Linked DNA regions of Mus musculus: region 2 is linked to region 1. The links are chromatin contacts, called in public Hi-C maps. All regions are on one chromosome and are shown on one strand. The core of a region is the stretch at or near the end of the contact, and the rest is flanking DNA. Distances in the headings are between cores, read along the strand shown. Region 1 overlaps Gprasp1 (G protein-coupled receptor associated sorting protein 1). Region 2 overlaps Gm31214 (a long non-coding RNA gene).

Region 1 (3,240 bases), core at 451-2,950:
ATCATGTCAGCACATTATACTGCTGAGCACCAGTGTGTTTTTGGTATTTTAGCAGAAAAGGGTAGTCCTAGCTCAAGTTTGTTCTAAATCCGTGGTTGTTGGATTGTTTAGAATGAACTGGAGAATGAATGAACCAACCAGAATTAGAAGTCTGTCCCCACAATATTCCTTCAGGAGCCAGAGTACGCTCAGATGGCATGTGCACAGGCGCTGCGGGATTCTGCCCTGCTTAGAGCATAATTACTATGCAAGGAGTGTCCCAGTCTCTTGTGCAGGAACTACAATGACTTGGCACCTAGCTCCCTTTCTGTGTCCCCATGGGAAAGTTACTCTGTCTCTGTTGTATTGTCTAAGGCTAGAGAAGAAATGCAGTTGGCAACCATGTGGCCACTATTGTCAACATTGCTTGGTCTCACTCACAGCCCGCAAGCCACTGAGTTCTGCACAGCATAGGAGTAGAACTCAGACCTATAGTACTATATGGGCTGCTTACTGCTTACTGTAATCAGCCACAGGTTATGTTTGTCAGAGTGGAAATAGTTGGTGGGTCTCAAGTCTCTTTCTAACACCAGAGTGGGTGTAGGACCTCTGGCTTATGAATACAGGTTCTGAGGATTTGTCCCATTAGGTTTCCCTAACCTAGTACTGAATTACAGGGCAAACTATTTAGCTTACTTTCCTGCTCTACCTGCTACAGGGAGGAATAGTTCCCATTGCTGTCACCCAGGGTTAGAGGAAGAGTGGTGGAAGTAGTCTCTTGGTTGCCTAGGCTGATGCTAAGCTGAGATGCACTCAAGTATCACAGCTGCAAGAGCTGCACAGTTTTACGCATGCACTCCAGGCCCCTGCTTTGGTTGTCTTTAATGCAAGATGAAGTCCAAGTCTGTTCTACTTGATGCCCATATGCCTAGAGGCTCCATGTGTGTGAGTGCATACCTGGAGAGGGTGGTCTTTGACATCTGCCTAGTGCATGGTCCCACTGTTGTGGGCTCAGCATTGGACTCCAAGGCAAATATGTGTACTTACATTGTCTGTAGAAGATAGAGTCTTGCTTCTTATTCAGCTATCCAGTGTTGGAAGATGAATATTGGGAGCCAGGAGTACCACTGTGGTCCCTCAGTTGGCTTCCTTAGCTCTTGTGAGAGAGGTTTGTTTGTGAATAGCTGTCCTATCTGGCTGGCTAGCGGGAGGTCATAATTAGATCACTAATTATGGAGGATCTTAATAGCCATTTTGTTTAGCTTTCATCCATTAATTTTTTGATGACCACCCCCTTAGTATGTAGTAGAATCTCACTGTGGTTCTAATTTGAACTTCCTGAGTCTTAATTGTCACTGTCTAGTGCGTTGAGGGGTCCCAAGTGAGGGTCGCATTAACTAGGACACAGGGGATGCACAGTGATAGCACACCAATGCACACTTTATTCAAAGTTTCAGCATCTTCTATACAGAAAGCAAAAGAAGGATTTCCCATAGTTTCTCATTCCCACCAGGTGTTGTTTACCTAGCAATAGCTTATCTTGGTTCAAGGTGACCCAAACCTCCTTACAGACTGAGAAATCTGTCTGCAGTGTGATGTCTAGTTAAACTATAAACAAAGTTACTTTCTCATGAAAAAAGGATCGTGAAGGCCTCTTCCTTCATGAAGGCTCTGCAGCTTACTTGGCAAAACACCAGGATTCTCTGCTGAGAAAGTATGTGGACTCTTTGTCCCATTATGCTGGGATTCTCAGCTATCCTTCAGTCACCTTGCAGATAGTAAGCTAGGAGCTGTCACCTCATGCCACTTCTCTAGACTTAATGGTGTTAAACACCTTTGTGTGCATATTGAGTATTTTCATATGTTCTTTGTAATGAAGGTCATTTCGTTTATTTCTTTTTTGAAAGAGGATCTCACAGCCAGGGATGGCTTTGAATTCACTATGAAGCTGGGGGTGACCTTGAACTTCTGGTTCTCCTGCCTCACTCACTTCCCAACTGTGAAGATCACAGGCATGAACTATACTATCCCTGATTTAGCTTCTCTGTCCATTTAAAAAGTGGATTGTTGCCTTTGTTGTTGCTACATTGTAGGAGTTCTTTATATACCCGAGATATAAGCTCTGCACACCATAGTACACTCACACTTGGAGGTCAGAGGACCCGTTGGTCGCTTCTCTCCCTTCACTGTGTCTGTCCTAAGGATCAAAGTCAGGTTATTCAGGCTTTGCGGCAGACACCCTTATTCACTGAGCTATTTCACAGGCCCCTGAAGGTTTCCATGTTAATGAGTCAAATTCCTCTATTTTTTAAAATCAATCACTGTATAATTGGGCATCATGTCTATGAATTTATTACCAAATCTAAGTCACAAGGGTTTACAACTGTGTTTTCTTTTAAGAGCTGCATAGTTTGATAACCTATATTTTAATTGTTGATCTAGTTGTTGAACTAGTTTTTATATGGTGTGTTGAAGGAGGTATATGACTTCATTCTTTTATACTTGGAGATCTGCGTATTCTACCACAATATGTTGAACAGACTCTTCTTTCTTCCTTCAGTAGACTTGAAACCCTGACTAAACCAACTGGCAGTGGATAGATATGTTTGTTTCTGGATTCTGATTTTTTTTCCCCATTTGTCTCTGTCTAGCCTTAATGTCAATATTGAGTGTTTAGTTACCATAGATTTATAGTAAGTTTTTATGTGTTTTTTGTTTCTTTGTTTTGTTTGTCTTTTTGAGACAGGAGTCTTATGGTACCCAGGTGAGCCTCAAACTTGCTGTGTATCTGAGGCCCCTTAGAATTACTGACCCAGCTGCATCTACCTCCTGATTGTTGTAAATATAGGCATGCACTATATTTTGAAATCAGTAAAGGAACATGCTCCAATTTTGTTCTGTTATTTCAAGAATGTCTTTATTATTTTGAATCAATTTTATGAAAATTTAATGATCTGTTTTTTAAAAACATTTATCTTGCACAGGTCTTATGCAAGCTACATGATGGCTGTGAGTTCATATGTACAAGATCAAGACAGACAAAAATCCCAGCATGGAAAGGGGATGTGGGCATGAAGTCCCATCACTAGCTGAAGAGTTGTTGGTAATTGCTAGCTGCTGGGAGAGGAAGAGTTTTCTGGTCCCTGATACATGACTGCCCTCTGGTGGATGGCCTACATCCAAGACTACATAGGCTGCAGAAATTTATTTTTTGTCAATTTCTTTTTAAAGCCTATTTTTTTAAATTGAAAATAGATTCTT
Region 2 (3,240 bases), core at 370-2,869, 200 kb after region 1:
TTTGCAATCATAAACCTTGATAAAATCTAGATGACGCTGCAAACATTTCTATCTAGGCCAAAGGAAGAGCACTTTCCCTGGTGGCCTAGCAGAGGGACTGGCATGTCTGATAATAAAGAGATAAGGCTGTGATTGGCACTAATACAAAGTCCCATTTGTATGCAAGATGTCATATGACTGGTACAGGCACATATCTTCTTGTGCATCTAGATGTTCTGTGATTGTCTTGAATACCTTTCTCTAACATCTTTTTCTGTGTCATGTAAGGAGCTGGTTGGAAAGACATGTTCAGGCTTGGTGAGTCGGGTGGGAGATATATTTGTCCTGGCATGCCTTTCTGTTTGTTGAAATATGGTATCTAATAAATGACCTCTCTCAAGTAGTCTTTTCTGTACCTCTAGCATCACTAGTATCACTGGACTAATTAAGGGAAACTCCTTTCACGTTGGAACATGCAATTCAGAGTAACCTAAAACCGTGTTCCCAGTTCATGGTCACACAGAGTGGCTGGAGAATACACTGTCTTATGTATTCCCTTAAGGAAAACTAAGAAGCATTAGAGACTGAAGAAGGGCAGTGACAGTTGAGCTGCAGTGTTAGCTTCAGCAACAGCTGAGTGGTAGGCAAGCCAAGCTGTTGAAATGAAAAGGCAGCTGTCTACTTGACAGCTGAAAAAAAAAAAGGCAACTAAACAGATCAAGAGAGCAGCCATGGCAGGAATATGGGAGTTGGCAGAAGTAGACAGGACAGAAAGCCAAAGACTGGAAAAACCCATCAACAGCAATTGCAGACCCTGATTATTAGAATAATTTGATAGATATGCCACGCCTTTAGGGCCAGTGCTGTCAGACACCTCGGGCTGTTGAGCTGTAACACTGCTTTCTGTCAAGGGCTAGGAACGTCGGCCTTGTAGGCAATACACATGAATCTGTGAAGCCAACTGCTGGTCAGGTCTGAGAAATCCCAATTTCCTAGGGTCCATAGAAGAGTGGTATTGATATCACTTACAGAACTGAACTCTGCTCCACTTCCCTCGGCCAACATAAGATTGATTATCCTAATAAAGCTAAGAGATAAGAAGCGGGAAGCCTGTATGAAAACTGTAACACTAGATGGTGTCACTTGCTCCTGTCACTCAAGCCTGCCTGTCACTATCATTTACTCATGACAGGTAGGATTAAAAATAAAAGTTAGCCGGGCGTGGTGGCGCATGCCTTTAATCCCAGCACTCGGGAGGCAGAGGCAGGAGGATTTCTGAGTTCGAGGCCAGCCTGGTCTACAAAGTGAGTTCCAGGACAGCCAGAGCTACACAGAGAAACTCTGTCTCAAAAAATCAAAAAAAAAAAAAAAGTTGAAATACACAGTTGATGAGAAGGCCTTCTTGGCCATTTGAAGATTTTGTGGACATTCTTCAGTATCCACTTTTTATACAATGTTTTATAAATAAATGTATTCAAAAGTCATGATAGTATGGTGTTAGCAAAAATGTCAAAAATGTCTTCTCTTTTTTTTCTTGTTTATGAAATTCCGTTCAAAGTCAAACTGTGTTGGGAGCACAAAGGTCCTTGTACTCACAGATAAGATAGGAACGCCAGTAATGTTAAACATGCAGGCTGGTCTCTTCAACGGAAGCCACTTATGGCCTGTTTTCTACCCAGAAGGCTGGGAATGGAAGTTGCTCCTACAGGACTCTGCCACTATCTGTAGGGCCAAACCATACCTAGCTCTCCCAAGCTACCAGTAGCAGGACTGGAGGTGGCTAATAATCTACGTGACTCTGCACTGTGTATTGTCAAAGGCGACCCCAGGCTCCCACAAGCAGGACTAGGGATAGCTAATAGTCTAGACGTATATTTCAAGAGTTCAAGGGCTGGATCGTCACGGGAAACTTCTAAGATTGACATTGGGGAAAAAAAAACATTGTCAAACTGCTTACAAAATGATTGCACATTTTTTATTGCTGTCAACTGTGTAGGAGAATTTCATCCTCAATAAACTTGCCAGTGCTCATTTACATTCAGCCTTTTAGAGTTTTGGATGTAATCCTAGAATGTAATAATATATCATCGCAGGTTGTCTTTTTTAACATTTCTTTAGTGATTAATAGTGTACATTTTTTTTCATGAGGCTATTTCATATATCTGTATCTCTTGCAGAGTTTATTTTTAAATATTGCTCATAATTTACTTAGGGAAAGTGCATTTATTTTTATTGAGTTTGGTCCAATATTCTATACTCTACAAATCCTCTAACAACTGGATGAAGTTCAAACATTTTATCCTAGTTGCAACTATGCCTTTCAACTCGTTCAGCTGTCTAAATCAAAGAGTTAAAGTGTTCGCTTTTGAGGAAATTCTTAGTTTGCTTACACATAGACTGTTGTTTTGCTGTCTTATTTGTGAAATCTTTACATAGCCCAAGATTTATAGGATTTGTTCCTTGATTTTCCGTTACATTTTTTATAGCATTGAGGTTTTTTTAAAAACAAAAAAAAAGGTATTAAAATGTGTGTGTGTGTGTGTGTGTGTGTGTGAGAGAGAGAGAGAGAGAGAGAGAGAGAGAGAGGTGTTGTGTAGTACACTTGCATGTGTGTGTATGCCAGTGTGTACATTGATGTACCCTGATTGAATGGAGGCCAGAGAAGCTTTGCTCTTTGCCTCAGTCTCTCTCTCTCTCACTCCGCCTATAACCAGGCTCTCAGTAGGCAGCAAGTACCGGGGAGCCCTCTGTCTTTGTCCATAGCGCTGGAATAACTGCTCTGTGTATAGCAACGCTGACTTTATTTTATACTAATGTTGAAAATGGCTCTAACCCAATGAGCCAGTCTCTTAAGTCGCATTTTGAGTTTTATGTTAAGATCTATGATGTATATTCTGATGAGTTCTGTTTGTGAAATAACATATCAATTTCAGTTTACATTTTTGCATATGAGCATCCAGTTGCTACGACATCATTTCCTGAAAAGACTACCCTGTCTGTCCTCCACTGAATTTTCTTTGTATATTTTTCAAAAATTGGTGGTCAAATGTGTATGGTCTGTCTGTTTTTGAATCCTTTATTCTTTGCCTTTGATCTCCTTTACTTTGATGCCAGTATTAATTTTGGAGTAGTTTGTGTTTATAAGAATTCCTGAAATCAGATTGGTTTTTTCTTTGACTTGACTTTTTTCAATGTTATTTCATATAATAGGCATTTGTATTTCAATTTACATAAGGAGTTTGACAATCAACCCAAATTGTT

The links. Hi-C and Micro-C count contacts between places; a contact is called where the count stands out from the background.
Region 2: a contact with region 1 is called in a Hi-C map of granulosa cells, with 3 times the contacts expected there. The contact joins two enhancer-like sites. A contact is called at or near these places in 2 of 15 datasets of contacts at CTCF or cohesin (the NIH/3T3 cell line and stem cell-derived epiblast-like cells), 23 of 484 Hi-C or Micro-C datasets (the G1E-ER4 cell line, the HL-1 cell line, the N1E-115 cell line and 15 more), 5 of 115 datasets of contacts at active chromatin or transcription factors (astrocytes and embryonic stem cells) and 1 of 9 other capture datasets (embryonic stem cells).

The regions. Positions count from the first base shown.
Region 1 is chrX:135,758,766-135,762,005 of GRCm38.p6, forward strand. The region is part of intron 4 of Gprasp1 (G protein-coupled receptor associated sorting protein 1); the gene reads left to right. Among named protein-coding and RNA genes, the nearest start is that of Mir7646, 14 kb to the left of the region's middle. Within about 2 kb of position 1,701, at least 1 of the 459 cell types and tissues checked has an H3K27ac peak or open chromatin away from gene starts, as enhancers often do. A contact at or near this core is called in granulosa cells, where this site is marked.
Region 2 is chrX:135,958,157-135,961,396 of GRCm38.p6, forward strand. All of the region lies in intron 3 of Gm31214 (a long non-coding RNA gene), which reads left to right. Among named protein-coding and RNA genes, the nearest start is that of Gm31214, 25 kb to the left of the region's middle. Within about 2 kb of position 1,620, at least 15 of the 459 cell types and tissues checked have an H3K27ac peak or open chromatin away from gene starts, as enhancers often do. A contact at or near this core is called in granulosa cells, where this site is marked.